Linked DNA regions of Mus musculus: regions 1, 3 and 4 are each linked to region 2. Evidence: chromatin contacts called from public HiChIP or PLAC-seq and promoter capture Hi-C data. All regions are on one chromosome and are shown on one strand. The core of a region is the stretch at or near the end of the contact, and the rest is flanking DNA. Distances in the headings are between cores, read along the strand shown.

Region 1 (2,791 bases), core at 112-2,611, 580 kb before region 2:
CAAATAAGAAGGGGCTGGCAATGTAGCTCAGTGGGAAGGACAGAAGGTAAAAACCCTTCCCCTCTTCAGACAACAGCTTCCTGGAAGGTACTGAAGTGTTAAGAAGATGCTGAAAGGCAAGCCTTTGTAGCTGGTGCAGAAAGGAAGTCAGAAGCACAGGATGCAATGATAGCTGGGCACATCCTTTAACCTCACACTGCCACCCCATCTCTTCTCACAAGAATTCACAGATGGAAAAACATCTTCAAGTCCATAACATGCTACAAATTTGCATGAGTCACTGTAAGAATCGACCCCCACAGAACAGAGAATCTGTGGCAAGAGGTGGTTTTCTAAGACAGTCGATGTTTCTAGCATTCAAGAGTGAAAAGGAGCAGCTTAGGAGAAAAAGAGAATGAGTGGAACTAAGAGGCAGGAGAGAGAGAGAAAGAGAAAGAGAAAGGAGGGGGGGAGAGAGAGGGAGAGAAAGAGGGGGGAGGAAGGGGGGAGAGAAAGAAGGGGAGGAAGAGAGAGGGAGAGAGGGAGACAGAGGGGGGGAGGGGAAAGAGAGGGAGGGAGGGAGGGAGGGAGGTAGGGAGAAGGTTGTGTTCCAGTGGGGAAGGGAAGGCCTAGAAGCAGGAAGGAAGCAGGCAGGAGACACCGGCCCATTCACTCTGGCAGCTACCAAGCTGACAGAGGAGGACTACAGCAGTAACGGAGGAGGACTACAGCAGTAATCAGGGGTTGGGTAACGGAGGAGGACTACAGCAGTAATCAGGGGTTGGGTAATAACAAGGCTTCTTTCTCCCTGCCGATTTCCAGCCGCAGCACAAACAAATCATTACTCCTCATTGCCAGCCTCCTACTGTTGAATCAGGTGTCCACAGAGCCAAGGAAGAGACCTGTGGCCCATCTTAGCTCTATATTGCTTCTAGTTATACAAGAAGTCCAACAGGATGCCATAAGAAAGGGTAAGAAAAAAAAACTATAGAAATGAGCAGCTGCGTCTGGTGGCACACGCCTGTCATCCCAGCTACTCAGGAGATCGAGGCAGGCGGAGCACACACACTCATGGCCTGTGTGGGCAACTTGTGGCCCTGTCTCAAACAGGAAGTAAAGGGGCTGGGGATGTAGTTCAGTGGGAAAGCACTTGCCTACTAACATAGAAGGCCCAGGCACCACTGGAGACAGAAAGGTGAGGCCAGATGAAAAGAGCACCCCCTACCCCACCCTACCCCACCCCAGACAGACAGCGGCCTACTGAAGGCTCTAAAGTGTTCAGAGGCCGACAAAGAAAACCAAGAACTGAGCACAGAGTGCCAGGCTGAGTCAGGGGAAGAAGAGCGGGCGGAGGGTAGGGACAGCAGGGTGTGGAAAATGACTGTCTGAATCACAGAGTTAGAAAGAAGGCCAGGGTTACTCTCTACAGGGTGGAGACCAGGTAGTCCTGGCTCCACCAAGAACCAAGCCAGAAAAAAAAAAAATCGCAGCTAAAGGGAGCTGGGTATGGAGGAACTTCCTGACCAGCAGGATGGAACCAGCACAGCCACCCAACTTTTCACCAGGCCTGGCTCTCCACTTTGCCTAAGAAACCTCCTCGGACCCCTCTCACACCAACTCCAAGTCAGTTCATGTATTCACTCACCAAACATCGATCAGCAGATAAGGCACTTGCTTCGATAGCCTGCTAACCGGGAACATATGTAAAAGTGCAAGGTAAACAAGGAGATCTTCCACATGTGTGCCATGGCACGCATACTCCTACCTACACCCACACCCACCCCTACACCCACACCCACCCCTACACACACACACACCCCTACAGACACACATACACACACTCACCTCATTAAACATCAAGTGCCTAAGGCTGAGGGTGTACCTCATCTGGGAGTGTGCTTGCCTAACACGCATGAAGCCTACACGCATGGAGCATGTTCTATCCTCAGCATCTCATAAAACTGCAAGAAGTGGACACACCTGTGATCTCAGCACTCAAGTGGTAAAGGCAGAAAGAGCAGAAGTTCAAGGTCACCCAGATGCATCACAAGTTAAAGCTAGCCTGTTCTTACACGGGAAGCAGAGTAGAGAGCTGGCTCTGCAGTTCTAAGCTGGCTGCTCTTGCAGAACATGCTTTGTTCCTAGCAACCACACTCTCCACACTCACACTCACCTGTAACGCCAGCTCCAGGGGTTCCCAAGCCCTGTTCTGACTCTGCGAGCTCCTATCGTGTGTAAGAATCACATACATACATGCAGGCAAACATACAGATAAAATAAAACTTTTGTTTTTAATGAAATAGCTGGGAAGCGAAGGTGTTAGTGACTAGAACGTGACAGGTAATACAGAATAGAGAGCCCTCCCCTCAGGGAGCTTACAGTCTACTTGACAAGGCATCTACTCGAGAAGGCATCTACTGAAGGAAGATACAGTTAGTTACACAGCTATAAGTCCTAAAGAAAGGGGACTGGGTACTATGACAGACCAATAGGGAAGGAAAGCCAGCAAAGGACATGATATTTAAGCTGAAGCCACAGGGACAGTAAGTTAACCCAGCCAAGGATACAGGGGAGCCAAATATGCTCGCTAGCCAGCCCTCAGTCTGTACGTTACAGAAAGCTCTTGCTGCATGTTTATACAGAAGCCCTGCCTCTCACATCCCAAGTGTATCCCCACCAGACTGCCCCCCCCCCCCCCGTGAGTGCTTCCTCTGGGTGGGCCCATAGTTTTCACAAAAGCAGGCAGGGGCAAAGAAACTGCCCTGGGACTGCAGGGAACCCTGACTCGGGGCAAATCCAGCAGGAGTTTCGT
Region 2 (2,953 bases), core at 447-2,946:
TATGGATGCAGGTGTAGAGGCAGGGCTGCTACAAGTTCAAGGCAAGCCTGTTCTATATTGTGTTCTAGGTAGCTTCAGTAACAGAAGGAAGTTCTTGGCTCAGCAGCAGACTGACTGGCTCTGGAGAAGACTGGAGTTCAAGTCCCAGCACACACATAGTGGCTGGCAGATGCTAACTCCAGTTCTAGGAGATCCCATGCCATCTACTGGATTCATTGGGCACTGCATGCTTGTGGTACACACTATGCATGCAGAACACCCAAACACATAAAGTAGCTTTTGTTTGTTTTATGACAAGGTTTCTCTGTGCAGCCCTAGCTGTCCTGGCACTGGCTCTGTAGACCAGGCTAGCCTTGAACTCAGAAAACTGCCTGCCTCTGTCTCCCAAGTGCTCAGATTAAAGATGTGCACCACCACTGCCCAACACATAAAATATCTTTAAAAAAAAAAAAAAAGCAAAAAAATCCTCCAACTCTCTTCAGCCCCCAGGGGGTATCGGGGTAGCGGGGAGAGGAGGTTCTGGCCCTAAGAGGAAATAAGAACTCAGAAAAGTTCAGAATGGTACATGCTTTGCCAGGAAAGTCTACTTCAAAACAGCCTAATATATCCCAATAGATCTCGCTGCAATATTACAGACTCTACCATCCCAAAATAATACTATGGAACCTGATTAATAAGCCAGAATAGCCTAATTGTCTCACTATAGCCCGGTCTACATAAAAACACTGCATGCCCAGCATATTGGCTCACACCTGTTTATTTCAGCTCTGGGGGCTAAGGCAGGAACTCCATGGGTTCGAAGCCAGCCTAGGATACAAGGAATAAAGCCCTACCTCCAAACAAAAGAACAAATCAAAACAGGCAAACAAAATTACAGACTATCTCTATCTAACTCGCGTGCAGACGTCTGAGAGCGAGCATCCCAGCTCACCAAAAGATAGATGGCTCTAATCTCCGCACAGCCTAGCATAACCTCAAGCATCACTTCTTTGCCTTTTGGCTAAAATCATGGAGAGAGAATGGCCAAACAAACCAGTGTTCCCCATTCCTCCAACCTAATTTTCTCGCCATCCAGCCCTTTCTTCTATGTGTCCAAATATAACCTTGTCCGTCTTGGGATGGGCTTTCTACCTTAGCACAGTACAATATGCTATGCTCCACTACAGGCCAGAAACAGTCCAAGGTAGACCGGTCTCCCTCAATATCGCCCAATCCACTCTAGCATACCCACCGTCCTTCCCAGTCTAGGCCTCGCGCTTACCCAAAATCCTGATCCATGGACTTGAAAAAGTACTTGGCGCCCGCGGGCCGCTGCAAAACGCTCTTGAAATCGCCGAGCGTGATGCGCTCCGCCGGGACAGGGATCTTCACCAGGTAAGGAGTCTCTTCTTCATCCAGATGGTAAATCACCTTCGTCTCGCCTACACCACCGCCCCCCGCGCTGCTGCCCGCCATGGTCTCGCTCGCGCGCTCCCGGGCTCAGCCGCCCACCCAACAGGACTAAGCGCCCCCGCCGCGCCTGCGCACACCCGCAAACTGACGCGCTAGCGCCAACAGCGCAGGGCCAGTGCGGAAGACGTGCCCAAGGAGGATGGCGGGGACCAGCGGGCTGATCGGGAAGAGCTGTGTGGCGAGACTCAAAACCTAGACCGCACAGTCGAGGGCCACTAGCTCCACGGACGTCGCGAGCAGCACCGAGGTCCCCGCCCACCTCTCCCCATGCCACGTGACCCAAGCCCGCCCACTTTGCGCAGCCGACTGTGCTTCACGTGACTTCCTTGAGTCACGTTACTACAAGCTCCACCTAGACACTCACGTGACCACTGCCTTGAGCAACGGTCTTCAGCCCTAGACGACTCCGCCCCCAAACGTGTACAACCCGCCCCCCCCCCTCCCAAGTACCTTAGCAAGCTTCTACTCTTGGAATGCTGGCAACTGGCCCCCACTTTGCCTTACCCATCTGAGGTTCAAGGCACCTCAATAGCAACTATAAGAGGGGCGGGGATATGGGCTGATGAGTGAGAATTGTAACCTGGGACCCTTAGGGCAGTACTCCTACTAGACTGTACTTGGGATGAGAAAGCCGAAATAGTCTTCAGAGATGTCTGAGGGGCATTAGACAGTGCCCAAGCCAGATTTGGCCCCTAAACTTCCCATCTCCACCTCCCAAATTGTGGAATTACAGCCCTGGACTTACAAGTGGCCTTCAGCCCCAACTCCACCCAAGACTTCCACCAGGTTTCCCAAAGATCCCCTCCCCAAATAGGACAAGGAGGGCTGTAAAACACAAGAGCCCACTCTGCTTTATTTACAACACGCAGGCCGTCTGTCTGAGCAGCCGGCCAACAGTATTAAAAACGAGGCGAGTGCTAATTGACACCTTTTTCTTTCCTTCCTCACTCCACAGGCTTTGGTACTCCACCTCTGAGCAACCTCGCTCAAATGGGGGAGCCCCAAATTAAAAATACATCCGGTGTAAAAGAAAGTAAACGGGAGAGAGAAGAAACATGAGGGGAGTGCTGTATTTACACTACAGTTTTATAGACAACTATCCCATTACATCCCAGTTTGAGCCCTGGACCTGCAAGTGAAAAGGGTACAGGGTTGACTGGACAGAGATTCTGTCTACAGATCCAGCCTCCCCGACCCAACTGTAATGGGGTCAACTTCAAGTCCATGGAGCAGGAAGGACAGAGTAGAAGACACTCATTTCCAAATACGTCTCCCTTGGGAATTGTGGCCCTCAAGTGGGGACAGCCTCCTCACTCCAAGGGAAGGCTGGGGACCCTGAGGCTCAGTTCCCAAGTAATGTCACAAGTTCCAGCCTTAGTGATGTCAGGGTTCTCCAGATTTGGGGAGACCCCCTAACCGCCGGGCCTCTGGCCGAAGTTCCTTGCATTTCTGGCAATAAAAGAAGTCGGGAACGTTGGTCTTCTTAATCTTAGCACAGGAG
Region 3 (2,982 bases), core at 264-2,763, 640 kb before region 2:
TCAGGGTGGAGGTGGTAAGCATTGGTTGGATGTTGGGCTCTGGGGTAGCCTGGGTGGAGGTGGGCTCTAGGGTGGTTGGGGAGGGGATGAGTACAGTATTGAGTTTTAGACTGTAGAAGGTTGGGTTAGATTCCATGGTCTCTGGGAGTGTGGTGAAACCTGGGCTCTGTGTGTGGATGAATGTAGATTGTTTCTTAGTGGGTTTATGAGTTGGAGGCAAAGAAATCATTTGGCTGTCTTGAGAAGTAGAAGGTGCTGCGGCGAGTAGGCTCCAGTGGGTAGTATGAACTTTAGTGTTAGTAGAGAACTTGACCTCAGTTCTTGTGGCAGGGACGTCAGGGATATCATCATAGTCATCATAGTCTGTGTCACCACTACTAGTAGGGCAGCCCTTCCCTGGGTAGGAGTAGACAGGCGCATTGTCCAAGTTGGCACATCGTACACTGGCCACGTTAGGAGTTGTGTCCTTGACATCCACACCCTGCTTCCATAAGTAGACATTGTTGGCATTTTCCTGGAGCCAGTGACGGAAGTAGAGGATTTCACAATCACAGTACCAGCTGTTGGCGTGGAGAAAAACAAAAGGCAAGAGGAGGGTCCCAAAGAAGCCCTTTGGTATTGTGCGAAGCCAGTTCCTTTGAAGGTAGAGGGTATCAAGATCCTCCAGCCCATCTAGGAGCCCAGAGGGCAGCTCACGCAATTTGTTGTTGGCCAGATTGAGTTTCTTCAGCTTGGTCGTTGGCAACAAGAGCCCGGGGGGCAGACTCTTAAGATCATTGTTCTGCAAGTAGAGCTCTTGGAGTTGGCTTAGGCCATCCAGGACACCAGGAGACAGTGAGCCCAACTTGTTGAAGGAGACGTCTAGAGTAGTGAGTGCAGGCAATGCCCATCCTAGGGAGGGCAGGCTTTTCAGGTTATTATGGGATAAGTCCAGGTTTTCCAGCTTTATCAGTTTACCATTGGTCTGCAGGCTCGTCAGCTCACATCTATCCAGGTACAGATAAGTGAGGTGAGTGAAATGCACCAGTGATGCTGTGGAGAAGGTACCCAGTTGGTTCTCGCCCAGGTGGAGGATGCCTGTGTCTGCTGGCAGGTCTGCAGGCAGTGCTGTCAGCTTCTTGTTCTCACAGTTTACTTCCAGCAGGCTGGTCACTTTGGAGATACTACAAGTGTGCTGGGAATGCAAGGGACTTGGCAGCAGGAAGAGCAAGATGAGGAGAGCCATATGAACCTGTGGGCAAAGGGATGCCACCCATTACATCATTTTCCCAGCTTTTAGCCCTTCACTGCTGCAGTTCTTAGGATCCCATCTAGAAACAGCTTCCACACCTCCCAGACTTTTCTCTCCTTTTCCACCCCTGCCTCCAGCCCTTGGTTCTTATTCCCTCCTTAGAACCTTCTCCACCTCTGGTCCCAGCCCCAGCTTACAGTCAGACAGACAGTCCTTTGGAGGAACAGAGCTTCTTCCAGGCTATGACTCGGTCCTTCTCTCTACTAGCTGCAAGGAGAGCCAGCCCAAGAGCAGGAAGGAGATAGAGTTGGGGAGGAAATGACAACCTGATAATCAGCTCCTGTGACCCAGGGAACAGTCTCCCTTGCGGGCAAAGGCTCTTATCAGCTCTCTGCACAGCATTCCCCAAAGCCCTCCTTTTGGTTTTACATTCTCACTTTCCTTCCACCCCGGAGAGATCTAGAGACTTTGCAGCTACTAGCCACCAGCATTCAAAAGCTCCTTTGAGTGCTGCCTCTCTTCTCCATAGCAGTTCTTAGAGATGTCATGCTTCCTTACACTCCATGCCACCTTCCTACCCTAAGCTGAGCCCCTCCCGAATCTGGGGACTGCTGACATTCTAGTCTGCATCCCCTGGGCACGTGACTGGTATTCTCTAAACTGTTTTTGTAGCCTCCATACTCAGGACTATTCCTTCCTGGGGATGTGACAAGTGACACTCATTTTCTCTAGCCTGTGTGGTTGGTCCTTCTCAGACTCCTCTGTGGCTTCCTCTAGCTTTCTGGAGCAGTAAACCTGCTTCCAGAGGCTTCATAGGTTTTTGTATCATAACCCCATAAGTGCCTGGGAAATACTTTGCTGTGCATTTAATCACCACTTCTGCCCTAGACTTAAGTCTTTATCTCTAGTCTAGATCCTGTTTCCTGAGGCCTACATACTTAACATTAGATGCCACTTGGAGTTCTCTTCTTACATGTTCTTCAAGTATAGAAACAGTGTACATCACTGAGAGGTTCTGACAGGAAGGCCATGAGTTTGAAGCCAGCTTGAGCTACAAAAGAAGACCCTTCTCATTAAAACAACAATAATAACAATGACGACAATGACAACAACAACAAAATAACATCGAAAACTCAAGTATATTAAAAATCAAGTTCATTATGCAAATAGCTTCATCTGCTGGCCTGAGGTATAGGACTGTCTATAACACCAGTCCATGGGAAGCAGAGGCAGGAAGATCATGAGTTTGGGGCCATCCTGAGCTGTATACTGAGACCGCAAACCAAACAAAAAAGAAGCCCCATAAAAAAAAAAATAGCTTCTCCTCCTCTGTTGTCCACAGCTACTCAGTTACCTGGTCCTTTTAAACACTTCCTGATACTCCTTCCACCTTAACACCCTGCTATCAAATCCTCCTGATTTTAACTCTGGTCTCTTTGAAATCCTTCCATCTTCCACTCCCCAGCCCAAGGCACTATCTTCTTTGCTGCAGTAGCCTTCTGGTTGGTTTCTAAATTTTTTTAACTTCCCTTCTATTTCACCTAGGAGAACTGCAGATTTGCTAGTCTTTCAACTACTAGAACTCACCAGTGCCTCCTGACAGTTCTCAAAAGGCAATCTGAAGTACCTAAACAGGGTCTTCAGAGGCCTACTGGATCTGAAACTTGCCCACCTACCTGCTCAGCCCCATTGTTCAATGCTTTGCTCTCTCCTGATCATTCTCTCTCATACTGAATTTCACTCCTTCTCTT
Region 4 (2,829 bases), core at 8-2,507, 660 kb after region 2:
TAGCAAGCTGTGAGACCAACCAACACTGCTGGTCTTGATTTTAAGTCTACAGTAAGATATTTACAGGACTTTAGAATAGAACTAACTACATACAGTAAACAATGTCCCATTATGGGACACAAATTAAAATTATGTGAGCATCTTTTTTTTTCTTTTCCCCAGTATTGCTACAGAGTCAGTAAAGATAACAAAGGCCTAAATTTTGCTTCCTTTATCAAATGGCTCACCCATCTTTGATAAGCCTTTAATAAGGCCTCATGTAAATAAATGCCCCTTGGATGTTTTCATACCTGCCCTATCCAGCTGAAGGGAGGTTGTATATGCAAGATTCCCAATCATAAGCAGGGAGTCAACTCAGTAATTGCTGGAGCACGGTAACAAGAGTGGGAAGATGGCATGCCAGCAAACACAACCAGATAAGTGAGATTGACATGACATATAAATTAGCTTATCCCCTGTCCTGTCCTTTTTTCCACAGTACACATTGTCAACCACAGACCACTGCTAAAATTGGATCCTTTGCTTACACCACAGACTCTGAACAAACGCCAAAGCTTTGTTATTTTTTTTTTCTTCCTACATTATGGTAGGCTTTGTTTCTATTATCCCTTGGCCACTCCATCCTGAAAATATAATGCTGGCACAGTCTAGGAGCCTTCGCCGCTCAGAATCCACACCATCTAGGGTCCTTTCTGTTGAGCTCCATCTCCATCACGCATGTACCAATTCCAGCATCAGCCTTGATTTCCAGGTAGTCTTGACATCAACCTTTTGTGTCAGAGCACGCCTGAGGATGCTGCTCCCACCTGCTTTCTGCCATAGCTCTGGGGTTCCTTGGTTACAGCGTACAACGGGTCATGTGGGCAATGTCCTTGACCTCTGGACAGTAGAGCACTGGAGGAAAGAAGAAGGGTTAGTGGCAACAGGAGGATGCAACTTGACCCAGCATTCTTCGGTGCAATGTACCCAGTATCCTCCCTAGGCCGCCCCTCACCATTGCTAGGCAACGGACGCCGCAAGCGGCGTGCCGGCGCCAGGACCCTGTCCAAAATTCGGCGAAGCGCGCGCCAACCCGCACTTGGAGGTCCCGCCCCCTTCTCGCTCTCCGCTTCCCCGTCGTCGTCCTCTCCATCCTCTCCGCTGTCTTTGGCCGGGCTCCCCATCGGGTCTCCTTCACGCTCAGCCCGGGCTTTTTCCTCCAGCCGTGACCACAAGACAGGGTCTAGCGCGATCTCCGTGACGCCGCCGCGCGGGAGCGGGGAAGGCGCGCGGCAGAACGGGCACGTGACAGCGCGGCGCAGGCGCACCACGCGCGCGGCCGTGCGGCTGCCGTCGCCCCGCGCTGCCAGCTCGCGCAGGCAAGCTGTGCACAGCGTGTGGCCGCAGCGGGCGCGCGCCGTGCCAGGCAGGCGGCGGGGCGCACGGGCCCCGAGGTTGTAGGGTCGGAAACAGATGTTGCAGTCCAGCTCACCCAGCTCGGGAAGAGAGGGCACTCTCATCAAGAGCTGCATCGTGGTCACCGTGGCCCGAGGGCTTCGATCTCTAGGCGGCTAGGATACAGAACGAATGAGCCCTCCTTGGGCCAGGGCAGGGGCCTGGGGCCCGCGCCGCCGCCTCTGTCCCCTTTTAATAGTGAGGCCCCGCCCTCGAGGCGTCACGCGCAGATGGGCCGCTCCCTTCCGAGGCACGCGTTGGGGCGGCAGAGGCGCGAGGCTGGACTTGCGAGTGGGGATGCAGCGGGCTGAATGCCCAGGACAATGCCAGAATTACCCGAGGGAAGAGGGGGGCACGCTCCACCCACAGCCTCCATGGCGGACTCCTCACCCCCAGCAAAACACTAGCGCTGTCACTTAAACCTACCTGATGCAGGTGTCCAGGTCTCCTCTTGCACACAGTCACTAGCACAAGTCTATATGGCCCTGTTGGCCTATTTGTCACATGTTCATACTCTTTCACAATCCCCTCCTGCCCTTCCCCTCACAAACAGGCAACATATGCCAGGTTTACTGTTGGTTCTGCCCAGTTTTAATTGGTCTTCTGGATGTTTGGATTGTGCCCAGCCATAATTCACTCTGCCCTCGCCTCTCCTTTTTATACATGGCCTCTTGGGTTCTTTGGAAGGCTGGCTCCCTCAAATTCCTCCCCCTACCCCCTCTGAGAGTTTGAGTCCAGCTAACACCTCAGCACAAGGAGGGACCTAGATTCCAGGAGCATGGCCTTAGGAATGCTGGGAATCTTTTCCTTCCGGAGTATCCAGACTTGGACACCCACACAGCATGATGGTGGAAACGAAGCAGCTCTGCGTGACTTCTGACTCAGGGGTCTGACTTCTCCCACAGGTAAACAGGACGTGGTACTCACAGCCCACATTCCCTCACGGTGTGGCACCCACACCCAAGCTGCCTCCTCAGCCTCTCGAACCCAGGCTCTGTTGCGGAGGATAATAACACAGTCTTGACACAGCTGGCTCAAGAACAAATCCTAGTTGTGACACCCACAGACAAGTTACTTCATTTCTCTGGGCCTTGATTTCTTCATCTACAAAGTGTGGGTAATAATAGTAAGGATGGAAAGAGCTTGTGTTTGTAAGGTGCTTTAAATGGTGCCTGATGGTACACAGTAAACATCAGATAAGCAACAGCTGTTATTATCCTTATCATCCCTGGCTCCACGCCGGCTTTGTGTTCTCTGTAACTTCTCTGTACCCAGTATTTCCCATACACCATCTCTTGGTTAATACAAGATGGGTTTCTTTACATGGTATAGCATTTACCGGCCCATCACAGGTAAGATAGAGCTGGTTTTGGTTTTTAACATTAGCATTTTAAA

What was found. Promoter capture Hi-C pulls out the DNA fragments that hold promoters and counts their contacts. HiChIP or PLAC-seq counts read pairs in DNA pulled down with a chosen protein or histone mark.
Region 1: an H3K4me3 HiChIP or PLAC-seq map of bone marrow-derived macrophages shows a contact between it and region 2, with 4 times the contacts expected there. The contact joins the enhancer-like site here to the promoter of Dvl2 in region 2. A contact is called at or near these places in 2 of 39 promoter capture datasets (both in liver), 3 of 115 datasets of contacts at active chromatin or transcription factors (bone marrow-derived macrophages, large pre-B cells and pancreatic cancer cells) and 1 of 9 other capture datasets (adipose tissue).
Region 3: a contact with region 2 is called in a promoter capture Hi-C map of liver, with 7 times the contacts expected there. The contact joins the promoter of Gp1ba here to the promoter of Dvl2 in region 2. A contact is called at or near these places in 6 of 39 promoter capture datasets (the C10 cell line, the HPC-7 cell line, cranial neural crest and 3 more), 3 of 484 Hi-C or Micro-C datasets (the G1E-ER4 cell line, embryonic stem cells and erythroblasts), 8 of 115 datasets of contacts at active chromatin or transcription factors (Th17 cells, bone marrow-derived dendritic cells, embryonic limb bud and 5 more) and 3 of 9 other capture datasets (adipose tissue, embryonic stem cells and liver).
Region 4: a FOXA1 HiChIP or PLAC-seq map of pancreatic cancer cells shows a contact between it and region 2. The contact joins the promoter of Rnf227 here to the promoter of Dvl2 in region 2. A contact is called at or near these places in 2 of 39 promoter capture datasets (liver and pre-B cells), 3 of 115 datasets of contacts at active chromatin or transcription factors (bone marrow-derived macrophages, embryonic forebrain and pancreatic cancer cells) and 1 of 9 other capture datasets (liver).

What each region holds. Positions count from the first base shown.
Region 1 is chr11:70,578,426-70,581,216 of GRCm38.p6, reverse strand. All of the region lies in intron 1 of Mink1 (misshapen-like kinase 1 (zebrafish)), which reads right to left. Among named protein-coding and RNA genes, the nearest start is that of Mink1, 17 kb to the right of the region's middle. Within about 2 kb of position 1,361, at least 120 of the 459 cell types and tissues checked have an H3K27ac peak or open chromatin away from gene starts, as enhancers often do. A contact at or near this core is called in adipose tissue, bone marrow-derived macrophages, liver and 1 more, where this site is marked.
Region 2 is chr11:69,999,335-70,002,287 of GRCm38.p6, reverse strand. Dvl2 (dishevelled segment polarity protein 2) reads right to left here and starts at 1,696. Exons shown (of 15, transcript NM_007888.4): 1 at 1,262-1,696. The coding sequence starts at 1,455. Phf23 (PHD finger protein 23) reads right to left here. Exons shown (of 5, transcript NM_030064.4): 5 at 2,277-2,953. The coding sequence ends at 2,836.
Region 3 is chr11:70,637,653-70,640,634 of GRCm38.p6, reverse strand. Gp1ba (glycoprotein 1b, alpha polypeptide) reads right to left here and starts at 1,513. Exons shown (of 2, transcript NM_010326.3): 1 at 1,437-1,513; 2 at 1-1,231. The coding sequence starts at 1,225.
Region 4 is chr11:69,339,224-69,342,052 of GRCm38.p6, reverse strand. Rnf227 (ring finger protein 227) reads right to left here and starts at 1,257. Exons shown (of 2, transcript NR_027827.2): 1 at 995-1,257; 2 at 1-894.